Regions from separate parts of the Mus musculus genome. Here region 2 is linked to region 1. The links are chromatin contacts, called in public Hi-C maps. All regions are on one chromosome and are shown on one strand. Each heading gives the region's core, a stretch centred on a gene start, on an enhancer-like site or on the middle of the called end of the contact. The rest is flanking DNA. Distances are from core to core; before and after follow the strand shown.

The links. Hi-C and Micro-C count contacts between places; a contact is called where the count stands out from the background.
Region 2: a contact with region 1 is called in a Hi-C map of embryonic stem cells, with 8 times the contacts expected there. The contact joins the promoter of Cxcl17 here to the promoter of Ceacam10 in region 1. A contact is called at or near these places in 3 of 39 promoter capture datasets (cranial neural crest and embryonic stem cells), 6 of 484 Hi-C or Micro-C datasets (embryonic stem cells, nephron progenitors and reprogramming fibroblasts), 2 of 115 datasets of contacts at active chromatin or transcription factors (both in embryonic stem cells) and 1 of 9 other capture datasets (embryonic stem cells).

The regions. Positions count from the first base shown.
Region 1 is chr7:24,772,783-24,779,893 of GRCm38.p6, forward strand. Ceacam10 (carcinoembryonic antigen-related cell adhesion molecule 10) reads left to right here and starts at 4,422. Exons shown (of 4, transcript NM_007675.4): 1 at 4,422-4,557; 2 at 5,344-5,703. The coding sequence starts at 4,494.
Region 2 is chr7:25,409,846-25,416,956 of GRCm38.p6, forward strand. Cxcl17 (chemokine (C-X-C motif) ligand 17) reads right to left here and starts at 3,041. Exons shown (of 4, transcript NM_153576.2): 1 at 2,857-3,041. The coding sequence starts at 2,935. All of the region lies in intron 3 of 4732471J01Rik (RIKEN cDNA 4732471J01 gene), which reads left to right.

The sequences.
Region 1 (7,111 bases), core at 3,172-5,671:
GTGTCCCAATGGCTCATCTAGGCTCTATCTCCCCCACTGCTAGAAATCTTAACTGGCATCACCGTCATTCATTCCTAGGAATTTCCATTGCTCTAGGTTTCTAGCTCATCCCAGAGAACCCTCCCAGTTCCAGTTGTCTCTCCCTGGAGACTCTCCCTCTAGAACACAAAATTGCCTCCCCTATCCCCTCCTTTGAAACCTTACTGGGGAAAAAAAAAAGAAATAGAGAACTAGTCTACCTCCCAAAGGCTTTCTGAGGGTCAGAAGGATATACCATGTTCTGGACACTTTTTTTAAAATTTTAATTGTATTTGTAATTCATTTTTTACACTGCATATTCCAATCCACGCCCCTCCCCTCCCACCCTCCAACTGCTCCACATCCCATACTTCCTCCCACTACATCCTGTCTCCACATGGATGCCCACACCCTCTACCGCATCTAACCTCTAAACTCCCTGGGGCTACCAGTCTCTTGAGGGTTAGGTGCATCATCTCTGAATGAACATAGACCTGGAAGTCCTCTACTGAATGTGTGTTGAGGGCCTCATATCAGCTGGTGTATGCTGTCTGTTTGGTGGTCCAGTGTCTGAAAGATCTCGGGGGACCAGATTAATTAAGACTGCTGGTCCTCTTATAGGATCAATATTTTCCTCAAATTCTTTCATCCTTCCCTAATTCAGCAACAGTGGTCAGCTGCTTCTGTCCATTGGTTGGGTGCAGATATCTGCATCTGACTCTCTCAGCTGCTTGTTGGGTCTTTCTGAGGGCAATCATGATTGATCCCTTTTTGTGAGCACTCCATAGCCCCAGTAATAGTGTCAGGCCTTGGGCCCTCCCCTTGACCTGGATCCCACTTTGGGCCTGTTGCTGGACCTTCTTTTCCTTAGGCTCCTCTCCATTTCCATCCCTGTAATTCTTTCAGACAGAAACAATTATGGGTCAGAGGTGTGACTGTGGGGTGGAAACCCATACCTCACTTGATGTCCTATCTTCCTCCTGGAGGTGGACTCTATAAGTTCCCTCTTCTTACTGTCCGGCATTTCATCAAAGGTCCCTCCCTGTGAGTCCTGAGATCTGGACACTTTTAAACATTTTCAAATATGAGAATTTAATTTGATTTTAAATCCTAGAAGAATGCACTAAAAAGAACATGTTGGTTTGCAAATGAGAATTGGCCTTTATGCTTTAGTCAAATTTACTTAGTAAGTGTGGATAAATTTATATCAACTTAACACAGGCTACAGTCATATGAGAGGATGGAGCCCCAATTGAGAAAATGCCTCCACAAAATCTGGCTGTAGGACACATGTAGGGGGTTGTCTTAATTAGTGATTGATGTGGGAGTGTCCAGCCCATTGTGGTTGGGGCCATCCCTGGGCTGGTGGTCCTGGGTTTTATAAGAAAGCAGACTGAGCAAGCCATGGAGAACAAGCCAGTAAGCATCACCCCTCCGTGCCCTCTGCAGCAGCTCCTGCCTACAAGACTGGCTCTGTCTGAGTTGCTGTCTAGATGTCCTCCAGTGATAAGCAGGTATGTGGACGTGTAGGCTGAGTAAGCTCTTCCCTCCCCCTTCTGATCACGGTGCTTCAGCACAGCAATGGCAACCCTGAGACAGTGAGTTTATGAATTAAAAGTACAAACTGAAATAACAACCACAGAACAGAAAAACACACTTGTGAATTGTATATATGATATGGCTTTTGTGTTTGGCATAAGTAACTGGTACAGCTTAGGAAAAAAAAGCAATGCTTAATTTTGGGAAATGCAAATTAAAGCTACTATGAGACGCCAGCCCACTCCAGTTAGAATGGCTGTAATCAAATTAGCTGATAACAAATGTTGAAGAGAATGTGGAGAAAGAGGAACACTTATTCATTGCTGGTGGGTGTGCAGATTTCTGTAGCCATTATACAAAGCTGTGTGGAATTCCTCAAAGAATTTGCAATAGCATATAATGCAGCTATTTCACTGGACATTTACCCAGAAACCCTGTACCCTACCATTGAGATATCTGCACCCCAATAATTATAGTTGCTCCATCCTCTATAGCAAGGAAATGGAACCAACCTAGAGCTCCATCAACAAATTAATACACAATGCAAGTCTATCACACACACACACACACACACACACACACACACGGTGAAGTAGTGTTTGTCTCTACAGAAAGATGAATCACAAACTTTACAGGGATGTGGATAGACTTAGAATATATCATGTTAAGTGAGATCATTTGATCTCAGGAAGAAAACCCCATATGTCCTTTCTTGTTTGTGGATCCTAGCTCTAATGTCTGCATGTACACATGTAATTACATATATAACATTAGGAAGGAGAACATAAAGGGGTTGGGTTTGGTTTGGTTTGGTTTGGTTTGGTTTGGTTTGGTTTGGTTTGGTTTGGTTTTCAAGACAGGGTTTCTCTGTGTAGCCCTGGCTGTCCTGGAACTCACTCTGTAGACCAGGCTGGCCTGAACTCAGAGATTCCTCTGCCTCTGCCTCCCGAGTGCTGGGGTAAAGGTGTGCACCACCACCTGGCAATGGTGCAGTAATTGTAAAGAGACAAAGTGCTCCCTCATGGGCTCACACATATGATGTACCTGGTGTGGGCCCTTTGGATGCTCTCTCGAATGTAACCGGTTTTGACGTAAAACAGGTCCTTAGCAAGCAGTGTCCACGTGGGACTCCATGCGGGGCCGCTGCCTTACTGGGAGACCTGGATCTGAAGTTCTGTCTTTCATCCTTTGAATGCTCCTGTACAGTGTAGTTCTGGTAAGTACCACCAATTAGGGACCATAGTTCTTTAAACAAGAATTTCAGCTATAAAAACTATAGAGAGTGAAGACACTGAGATGTATGCTTAAATAGTCATAATTATGAATTTATAAAACAAATTCCAAGGAATGCTGACTCACTGCTACTGCATCTCAAATACTAACACACCCGGAATTACACACACTAAGAAGCTTCCTTTTTGTGGTTTTTTTGTTTTTGTTTTGTTTTTTAAAGATTTATTTATTATTATACTAAGTACACTGTAGCTGTCTTCAGGTGCACCAGAAGAGGGAGTCAGATCTCATTACGGATGGCTGTGAGCCACCATGTGGTTGCTGGGATTTGAACTCAGGACCTTTGTAAGAGTAGTCGGTGCTCTTAACCACTGAGCCATCTCTCCAGCCCGTGTTTCTTATTGTTACAATTCTAAAATATGCTATTGTTGGTGAGTGAAAGTGCTTTGCTTTAATATTTAGAAGTCAGAATAAAACAATTTTAGAGAAAGCACAGTTCTAGGATATTGCTGCCCCAGGAACAAGATGTCCAACTAAGTTACTAGACACATGGGAACGGGGGATCAACCTCATTAGTCACCGTGGAACTGCAGATCAAAAGGCAGCCAGTCTCACTTCATGACTATAATAGTCTCTAGCAAAAAGCTGAATGGATCCTCAAAGGATCTCCACATCTGGAGCCTTTCTTGCTTAGCTCCATCATGGAGCTGGGAGCCTGGTTACCAACCTTAGGGCAGCCCAGATGTGAGCTGCAGATCTCCTCGTGAACACCAGGGGAGCCACTGAACCATATACTCAACAGAAAAACTCCTGAGGGATGAACATGTCTTGCAGCCTGGTTTCCATCCCAGTTCTGACACACCTGGAGCCAGTTCCTTCACCTAACCATACTCTGTCCTCCTGGCTCTTTCCTGTATCTCTGAGAACTCCATTCTGCAAGAACAACCAATGTGGTCCCTTCCATCCTCCATCATCCATGGGAGAGATGGGAAATCCCAGGGCATTCACCAAGGAGAACAGAGCCATCCTGGGAAGGTTACGGAGGGCACGGGCAGACCTGAATCACATTTGGCCAGCACAGGAAGATGGGGAGGTCTCCCTGGCGCCCTCCATAGGAAGATGGAGCACACAGTCCTCTTTCCAGGACACACAGGTCACGTCCTCCTGCACACCCAGGATATGAAGCCCCTGAGACAACTTGTATCCTAGGATCAGACACATGACTGGTGCCATCAGTGACGATGGATCAGGTCCTACCCAGTCATCACTCAGCTAGGCCTTTCCCAACCCTCCAGATAACTCTGCCACTTCCTGCCTGGAGTAAACCCCACCTCTGTGAGCATTGAGAGCAGGGCACACAGGGCTCCCATGGGGGTTTGTGTCACTCTAGGCTATAGAAAGTACAGGAATTCCTGCTGCAGTTGACAGCCCCAAGGCCAGGGCACAGGGCACTCCTCAGCCTTGCTGCTCGGAGTATGTTCTAGAACACTGAACTGGAAAGAGGAATAGAAGGACGGGAGGCCCGCACTGACAGGAGAACAGCATTGTCAGACTCACAGGCTCCACCCCCAGCCCACGTGAATCTGGGAGGTGCCCTCCTCTGGGAGGAGAATCAACTCTGCTAAGAAGAGCAGGGCAGATACCTGGGCAGCCAGGCTTAGCAGTAGTGTTGGAGAAGAAGCTAGCAGGCAGGCAGCAGAGACATGGAGCTGGCCTCAGCACATCTCCACAAAGGGCAGGTTCCCTGGGTTGGACTACTGCTCACAGGTAAGGAGATATTCCTTCCCAGTAGAGAGCAGGGGAGCTCAGAGACTGGCTGGGGTCTTCTGGGAGAGGAAAGGAACCTGAGAAGGGACATCTGGCTTCTGCTTGAAGCCTGAGGGCAACAGGAAGCTCGGAGTATTTGTGAATGTGAATTGGCAAATGGTGAGGAGAAACTCAGTTCTTCCCTATTGTTAAGTTTATCGCGCTGGCTAGGATATCCTGAAGACTGAAGTCCACAACTCTGTCAGGGTGACTCTCCACGTATAAACCAAACTGGGGCAAATAAACAGCATCCATACTACACTGAGAAATTTGCAAATACACTAGGCTCTGGGACACTGATTTGTACACGGGTATGTGAGCGTGTTCCGGGTAGCAGGGACTAAGCCAAAATCCACCTAGCCTCACAAAACCTCACAAAGCCCTACTTCTACTGGGCAGAAAGACAGACCAGCAAGGATATCTAGGTGGGGTCAGGTTGGCAAGCACTTCAGAAAATACAAAGCAGAGAAAGACCAGAAAATAAAGGCACAGGGTCTTTATAGAAAGTCAGAAAATATAGCCCTACATCCAGCAAAGACTCTGAGTGTGAGCTGGGGTCTGAGGGCAGTGAGCGGTGAGCTGTGTGAATGCCTGAGAAGAGCGTTTCCTACAGTGGAAAGATGCAGCGTTGCTGAGGAATGGAGGTGATGAGGCTGGCTGCCACTCAATAGGACACGCACTCACAGCAAGGCTGAGAGGTTTTGCAAAGGTCCTAACATTGATAGGTCTTTCTCTCTTCCCTCTTAGCCTCACTTTTAACTTACTGGAGCCCTGCCACTACTGCCCAAGTCACCGTTGAGGCTGTGCCGCCCAACGTTACTGCAGACAACAATGTTCTTCTACTTGTTCACAATCTGCCGCAGACGCTCCGAGTCTTTTACTGGTACAAGGGAAACAGTGGGGCTGGACACAATGAAATTGGACGATTTGTAACATCCATTAATAGGAGTAAAATGGGGCTTGCACACAGCGGCAGAGAGACAATATATAGCAATGGATCCCTGTTCTTCCAAAGTGTCACCAAGAATGATGAGGGAGTCTACACATTATATATGCTAGATCAAAACTTTGAAATTACTCCGATTTCTGTGCGATTTCATGTACACCGTAAGTAATTCTCTGTAACCTCGGGGTCATGGGTAGAGCTAATCCTGCTTCCCACACAGCACTGACAAGCCTTGATGACTCAACTATGTCCCCTACATTGTGGTGGGAACATTTAGTTCGGGGCACACAGAGGGGAGAAATACAGCAATAAACCGAGATGCCTCACTTGGACTCACTCCTTCAGAAAAGAGATTGTGAGGTAACTCAGTGTGAGGATGTCAGACTCTGCACAGTAACTTAGGCTGCTTATCCTGAGCATGGCCTCGAGAAAGACCCTTCAGGGCTCAAGCAGGGCCTGCCTGAGGAAACCATGAGAATCTCACGGAGAGGTGAGCACCAGGAAACTGCTCCAGACCCAGCCTGGACTCCAGGAACCCTGGGAAGTTGTTAGCCTGGGTTGAGATTTGCCCTCTTGTTAGAGCTGACAGGGACAACGGTTGATTGTAGGCTGGTAGGCTGTTGACAGTCAGCCTAGACTAGAGCCATGTCTGAGGTAGGTCACCTGGGTATCTCCTCCTGAGACCCAGTGTGCGCTGTGTACATGGAGAGGTATGAAAGACAACTAGCCAACTGTTGTGATGTTCCTGTGAGACTTTCCAGGAAGGACAAGAGCCCTAAAATGATAGGAGAAAACCGTGTACAAATGGCAGCTCCTTGCTCTCCAGGGTGTCAGGCCCAGGGATTATTTCCTGCAGCAAATAGTAACAGACTCTGGTCTATGGAAGGTCAGATCATTGCTCCTTTTAAGGTTAACTTGCAGGCATGGCAATGATCATTTACCAACGTGCACTGTTATAGGAAAACTGGGGGTAGGAAATAGCTATTGAGTCATGGCTCCATATGCCTCGGAGTGTCTGTGGCACTAGCTTGTCTGTCCTCAGCCACACCCTGGGGACCTTATTAGCTATCCATGCATTGGAGAGGAGCAGTGGGTTCAGAGATGTTGGTTTCAGGCATGCACAGCCTGAGTGGAAGCCTGGTCCAGGAAATGAAAGTGTTGAGCAGAAGTCAGCTTTCCTCAACAGAAGCCAGGCCTGACCAGCCCACACTCTCTTCACTAGACTTGGAATCACAGGGTCCCAGGTATGCTGGTGTCCTTCCTAGCAGAGGATGAAGGAGAAGGCTTTGTTTTCTCCCACAAGAGCCTGCAACCAGCATGAGGAAGAGTGTATAATTAGCTCTTACTGTGATGGAGGAAGAGGGAAGGAATGAGCTGGAAGCCCCTTACTTACTGAGCCAGAGTCTCCTGACAGGGTCAGTGAGAATTAAATTAGGTATTGTAGGAGGGGGTCACAGCAAGACTGAGACTGTGTCAATATTATTGCAAGAAATCAGACATTTTTATACTCTTGTCAGAAAGAGAATATAATGGTGGTTACCAGGAAGAACACAATTGTAGTTGCCATGA
Region 2 (7,111 bases), core at 1,791-4,290, 640 kb after region 1:
AAAGCCCCCTATACCCTTCCCCCACCCTGCTCCCCAACCCACCAACTTCTGTTTCCTGGCCCTGGCATTCATTTTTAGCTTTCTTTTTTTTTTTTTAAAGTTTTTTCTTTTTCTTTTTTTTTTTATTCTTTTTTGTTTTTATTATTAGGTATTTTTCTCGTTTACATTTTCAATGCTATCCCAAAGGTCCCCCATACCCACCCCCCCAATCCCCTACCCCCCCACTCCCCCTTTTTGGCCCTGGTGTTCCCCTGTACTGGGGCATATAAAGTTTGCAAGTCCAATGGGCCTCTCTTTGCAGTGATGGCTAACTAGGCCATCTTTTGATACATATGCAGCTAAAGACAAGAGCTCCCGGGTACTGGTTAGTTCATATTGTTGTTCCACCTATAGGGTTGCAGTTCCCTTTAGCTCCTTGGGTAATTTCTCTAGCTCCTCCATTGGGGGCCGTGTGACCCATCCAATAGCTGACTGTGATCATCCACTTCTGTGTTTGCTAGGCCCCGGCATAGTCTCACAAGAGAGAGCTATATCTGGGTCCTTTCAGCAAAATCTTGCTAGTGTATGCAATGGTGTCAGCATTTGGAAGCTGATTATGGGATGGATCCCTGCACATGGCAATCACTAGATGGTCCATCCTTTCATCACAACTCCAAATTTTGTCTCTGTAACTCCTTCCATGGGTGTTTTGTTCCCATTTCTAAGAAAGGGTAAAGTGTCCACACTTTGGTCTTCGTTCTTCTTGAATTTCATGCGTTTGGCAAGTTGTATCTTATATCTTGGGTATCCTAAGTTTCTGGGCTAAAATCCACTTATCAGTGATTTTTTAGCTTTCTTAACTGGAGGTTTATTTACTATTGGTGATTAGTGGATAGAGGCCCACACAGCAAAGCATTGTTCACCACCACACTGAAGTAGTAAACTTGGTCCTGTAATCCCAGCTATTTGGGAGGTGGAAGCAAGAAGATCACAAGTTCAGGGAAGTCTGGGAAATAATAAAGGTCATGCATCAACCAAAATAGGGGCAGGCAGGTGGGCATGGTGGCCGTGCACACCTTCAGTCCCAGCACTCGGGAGGCAGAAGCAGGTGGATACATCTGAATTCAGTGCCAACCTGGTCTACAGAGCAAGTTCCAGGACAGCCAGGGCTACACAGAAAGACCTTGTGTGTCTGCAAGTGTAGCTGGCAACATACACACAAGTGTACACACAGCCCAGCCAAGATCCACTTCCCAGACCTTCCCAACCTCTCCTGGAAAAGTCAAAGATTTTCTCAGAAAAACAAACAAACAAAAAATAGAGGCATGGCTGTAATTCAGTGACACACTGCTTGGTTAGCATGCATGGGCACCCCCCTCCCCCATACACACACACTAGCAACAACAAGAAAAAACCAACACTATCATACCTTGGCATATGAGTCATAGAAGTGAATCATTTTGAACTTAGAAACCTGAGCCCTTAGCTAATATTGATTGTTATGTGGGATAGTGTGAAGATTATGGGAACAATGCATCAGTTTGTACCCCCAAGGTGGTTAAGGTTACAGTCTGCAGGGCAGGAGAGGTAGAAGAGGTGCCCCCAGTGTGAGACAGACCATGATGTACAAAGAGTCCTGACTGAGCTGTGCATAGTCAGCGTGGAGAGCAGAGGAGTGGAAAGGTGTTAGCCTTTGAATTAGATGTGTGAGTAAAGTTGAGCTGGTTTGAAAACACAGGACCTGTTGGGGATCAGCAGCCTAGTATGGTTGGAGCATAAGTGCATCTTTGTGAATGAAAGAAAGTGGACTGGAAAGGTGTGTTGTGACTAGAGCTTTGAGTTCATGGGGAGGACTCTAGCCCTGGTGCCCATATAGTGATAGAGAAGCCTTCCCTTCCAGAGTGGCCACTATGGGCCCCAGGACTGAAGAACTCAGAGAACTTTCCCTACAAAGGAAAGAAGTTGGACATTGCCAGAGGCAGGTGATCCTGGATTTAGGATCACATGATGCTGAGTATGCCACAGAGTACCTCACCCACAGGAGAAAGGTACATGGATAGAGATGATCTTGCTTCTGTGTGGTGGCTCTGTGAAGAGCTGGGAAACACTGGCTGTGGTGAAGACTAGAACAGATTCAGAACCTCTACCGAGTCTGCTTCAAAAGGGACAGACCATTCAACCAAGCCCGGGATGACTAAAATGTCTGCATGACTACTGCCTGCTAATAGGACTGACCTGGTTTGTATCATCACGAGCTTACTTGGCATACTCTAAAGTTATAGGACTCCTCATTTCTTTGCCTTCCACCACAAGCCTCCCACCCCCAGTTGAGCCCTGAGAAAATCTGTGACTTTTCCAGGAGAGGTTGGGAAGGTCTGGGAAGTGGATCTTGGCTGGGCTGTGTGTACACTTGTGTGTATGCTGCCAGCTACAGTTGCAGACATGTTGGGAATGTGCCTTAAAGTTTACAGAGTCCTTTGGGATAAAGAGGGTCCTTTCTTTTTGCTAATGAGGATTCTGGTACTGAGAAAGACTAACTTAATTACCCCAACTTGTTGCTAAAAGAGTATTTTAATGCACTTGTTGTTGGGTTTGCCATGTTTTCTACCCCATTTCTTCCCCACAAAATCAAATTAATCTTTGGTGTGCACATGGTTCTGGTGAAGTAGAAATTAATCTTGAGCCAGGCATGGTGGCACACCTATAATACTGGGACCCAGGATACTGTGGTCGGAAGAGTCCAAGTTTTCGGTCAGCCTGACTACATATCAAGAGCCTGTCTCAAGGGAGAGAAAAATAGAAGGGAGGAGGACGGACAAAATAAAGAGGAAGGGAGGGAGAGAAGGAGAAGAGAGAATATCATTTCATTGTATTTACCTGGGTTCGGGCTGCTGAAGACCATGGACATGAGCATCACTGGAAGCAACAGAAGGAAGGGAGAGGCTAGAAGCTTCATTGTGGCTGTCTGTTGGTTCTTAAAGGCTGTGTGGATTGTCACCAGTTAGAGGCTTCTGATTTCTTGTAACTGCTCAGGTGGAGTAGTGTCTACAATTTAATCCTACACAAGAACACCCTTGGGAAATCAAGAGCAGGAAGGCGGTGCTGGTCAGTTTAGTACCAGATTGGACCAGGTCTTTACGGGAATGTGGGAGGTAAAACTGGCCAAACAAAAGAAACCACACTCCAGAGAAAGGAACAAATGACTGACACCTTGGCATGTGTGTGTGTGTGTGTGTGTGTGTGTGTGTGTGTGTATGTATGCTTGACTCCTCCCCCACTGTGGGGGGTTTCATTCTCTAAGCTTTTTTCTCACTTGAATTTCCGTGTACCTTTTGGCTGTTTAGAGCAAAACCGAGGCACTGCAGGCTGACAAAGAGAGGCTGACAGCTGCGCTTCCTCTCTCCACCCATTTGTGATTGCCAGCACAGTAGATGGAAGTGCTACTGCCTGGACAGTTGTCCTGTCCTCGCACTGTTGACAGATTCATCCAGTTCCCTAGCCACTCACAAGGGAAGCAGAGTTCAGTTAAGAAGACGTTCACTTTGGGTGTGCTGGTGTGTGCCAGCACTGGAGGCTGAAGAGGGCTTTGAGTTTCCCCTCCCCTCCCCTCCCCTCCCCTCCCCTCCCCTCCCCTCCCCTCCCCTCCCCTCCCCTCCCCTCCCCTCCCCTCCCTTCCTTTCCTCTCCTCTTCAATTCTCTCTCTCTCTCTCTTAACAAAGAAAGAAAAACAAAAATGAAGGGCTAGTGGCTGCCTGGCGAGTGAGCTGATGATCTAACTTCAATCCCCACTGTTCACAGGAAGTAGAGAAATCAGTGCATTGTCCTTTGACTGCTATAGTCATTTGGTGCATGCACACTCCCCTCATCCTTAAATAACTGTAATGAAGAACGAAGGGCTAGGGATGTAGCTTAGAGATAAGATGCTTGACTAGCATGCACAAGGCTCCAGGTTTGATTCTCAGCACCATAAATAGCAAATAAAAACAAACCAGCAACAATGCACAAATAAAATCAGAGTCAGTTATCTTTGCCTCCAAACTCTTTCCTGGAGCAGTGGGGAAAACAAAGCCTCCTCTTGTTCATCAGGAAGTTGGCTATGGTTTAGTTGCTCCAATTTACAGGACACGGTGTGTGTGTGTGTGTGTGTGTGTGTGTGTGTGTGTGTGTATGTGTGTGTAAGATCACCAGAGCTTCAGGTCCAGGAATATATGAACTATAGGCAAAAAGGGATTCTTGAACTGTGTTGGTCCAGGTTGGTGGAGTTCTTGGTTCAAGGCAAAAGGAGAAAGCTGATAATGCCCACAGTCAACATTAAAGACGATTGTGCCAGCCAGCTCACGAGGGAGGGGAGCGTTTATTTCTGAAACTTGCACTCTTAGAGGTGTTATTTCATGGCCTGTCTGCCCTGTCATTTTTGAGCCTGTGCTGAGATACATCATGGAGAGAGTGCATAGTGGAGGAAACTGCTCACTTCTCGCATCTAGGAAGCAAAGAAGATAGCAAGAACCATAAACCTAATAGTTCATTTAAGGGTGTATACGCCACCATGACATAACTGTTTTCTACTGAACTCTGTCTCCTAAAGGTTCTTCTGATCTCCCACAGACTGGCTACCCAGCCTTTACCTCATGGGCCTTTGGGAAGCACTGAAGATCTAAATTATAACAATCTTGGAACATCAGCACTGAATTTGGTGTCTATTTGAGGGACTTTAAGACTGCCAAAGCAATAGGGATTGATGAACTTAAATATTGGGTGACATTTGTTGGAGCCAAAGGGACAATGAATAAGGAAGTCTTTTCTAGAAGCCTCCAGGAATGAGAGGATATATGAATTATTCCTTCAAAAGAAGTGAATTGATAAACAAAATTTTCATTATTTATTAATTTATTTACTTTATATCTTATTGCAGCCCTATCCTCCAGGACCCCCTCACACAGCCCCTTCCCCCCACTCTCCCTTTCCCTTCTCCTCTGAGAAGGGGGAGGATTCTCCTGGGTATCACCTCACCCTGGCACATCAAGTCACTGCAGGACTAGGCTCATCCTTTCCCACTGAGACCAGACAAGATAGTTCAGTTAAGGGAGTGAGATCCACAGGCAGGCAACAGATTCAGGGTCAGCCCCCACTTCAGTTATTGGGGGAGGGCTTGCATACAGACCAAACTGCACATCTACTACGTATGTGCTGGGGGCCTACGTCCAACCTATGCTTGTTCTTTGGTTGGTGCTTCAGTCTCTAGGAACCTCCAAGGGCCCAGGTTAGTTGACTCTGTTGGTCTTCCTAGACCCTTCAGGTCCCTCAATCCTTCCCCCAAATCTTCCACAAGACTCCCCAAGGTCTGTCTAATGTTTGACTGTGGGTCTCTGCATCTGTTTCCACCTGCTGCTGGATGGAGCCTTTCAGAGAACAGCTACATTAGGCTCCTGTCTGCATGCATAGCAGAGTATTTTAATAGTGTTAAAGATTGGTTCTTGCCAATGGGATGGGCTCAAGTTGGGCCAGTCATTGGTTGGCCATTCCCTCTGTCTCTGCATCATTTTTATCACTGCACATCTTGTAGACAGGACACATTTTGGGTGGAAGATTTAGTGGGTGGGTTGGTGTCCTTATCCCTCCACTGAGAGTCCTGCCTGGTTACAGGAGGTGGCCACTTCAGGCTCCATATCTCCCACTGCCAGGAGTCTCAGCTAGAGTCACCCCCATAGACTCCTTTGGGGCCCTCTATCCCAGGACTCTGTCACATCCTAGAGCCACCCCCTGTCTGCCAGCTGTTCTCTCTCCTCAGCTCTCCCTACACCTGATCTCCCACTCCATTTCCCTCTCCACTCCCTCTCCCACCCAGCTCCCTCCATCCATCCACCTCCAATGTCTTTTATTTTCCCTTCTGAGTAAGATTCAAGCATCTTCCCTTGGGTCCTTCTTGTTATTTGGCTTCTTTGGGTCTGTGGATTGTAGTGTGGTTGTATTCTGTACTTTATGGCTAATATCTACTTCATGCCATGCATGTTCCTTTGGATCTGGGTTATTTCAGTTAGGATGATATTTTCTAGTTCTATCTATTTGCCTGCAAAATTCTTGATGTTCTTGTTTTTAATAGCTGAATAGTATTCCATTGTGTAAATGAACCACATTTTCTTTATCCATTCATCAGTTGAGGGACAGCTAGGTCGTTTCCAATTTCTGGCTTTTACAAATAAAGCTGCCATGAACACAGCTGAGTAAGTGTCCTTGTGATGTGGTGGAGCATCTTTTGGGTAAATGTCCAGGAGTGGTATAGCTGGGTCTTGAGGTAGAACTATTTAAAAACTTTGAGAAACTGCCAGATTGATTTCCAGAGTGGTTGTATAAGTTTGCAATCCCACCAGCAAAGGAGAAGTATTTCCCTTGCTCCACATCCTTACCAGCACGTGCTGTCGCTTGAGTTTTTGATCTTAGCCATTCTGATAGGTGTAAGGTGGAACCTCAGAGTTGTTTTGATTTGGATAAAATGATTTTTAAAAATCGAGTCTTAATCTGGAGCTCAGGATGACTTGAATTTCTAACACTTCTGTGTATCCTTATTTTTTTCAAACTTTATTTTTAATGATGTTTCTTAAATGCTTTAACCTCCCTCATATCCCACCAACCCACCAGAGGTAGTGGGAAAGAAAGAATGTGGGGGAGTTAACTTGTTTAGAAAGTTTCTTTGGAGCAACTTCCATCTGTGTTGTCTGGAAATCAGCAGTTCAGTTCACAGGTTAGCAGGCAATGGCAGCTCGATCCACTGGCAAACACCTGACAGATACAACAGCAGTCCAGTTTGGTAGGGTTGGATTAGCAACAGCGGTGACATGACCTAACAGAGACAGCCAGGCCTCAGTCTTGGGTCGGAGTCAGCAGGAGGGACCAGCAGGAACACCAGGAGAAGTTTCCTTTCTCAAGAAAGTGTAGATCAGTGAAGACTTGAGACCCACAAGCTTTGCACAGCTCGCTGTACCAGCAAGCCAAGCTCCATTTCTGTCACTCCATGAGGTCCGACTTCTACCCTCCAAACATCACGTGTCCTCCATGTGTTTTGCCTTAGCACAGGCATCCAAACAGTCTGAGTCTGGGAAGTGGCAAGAAACTGCAGTGTACCACCAGAAGTTTT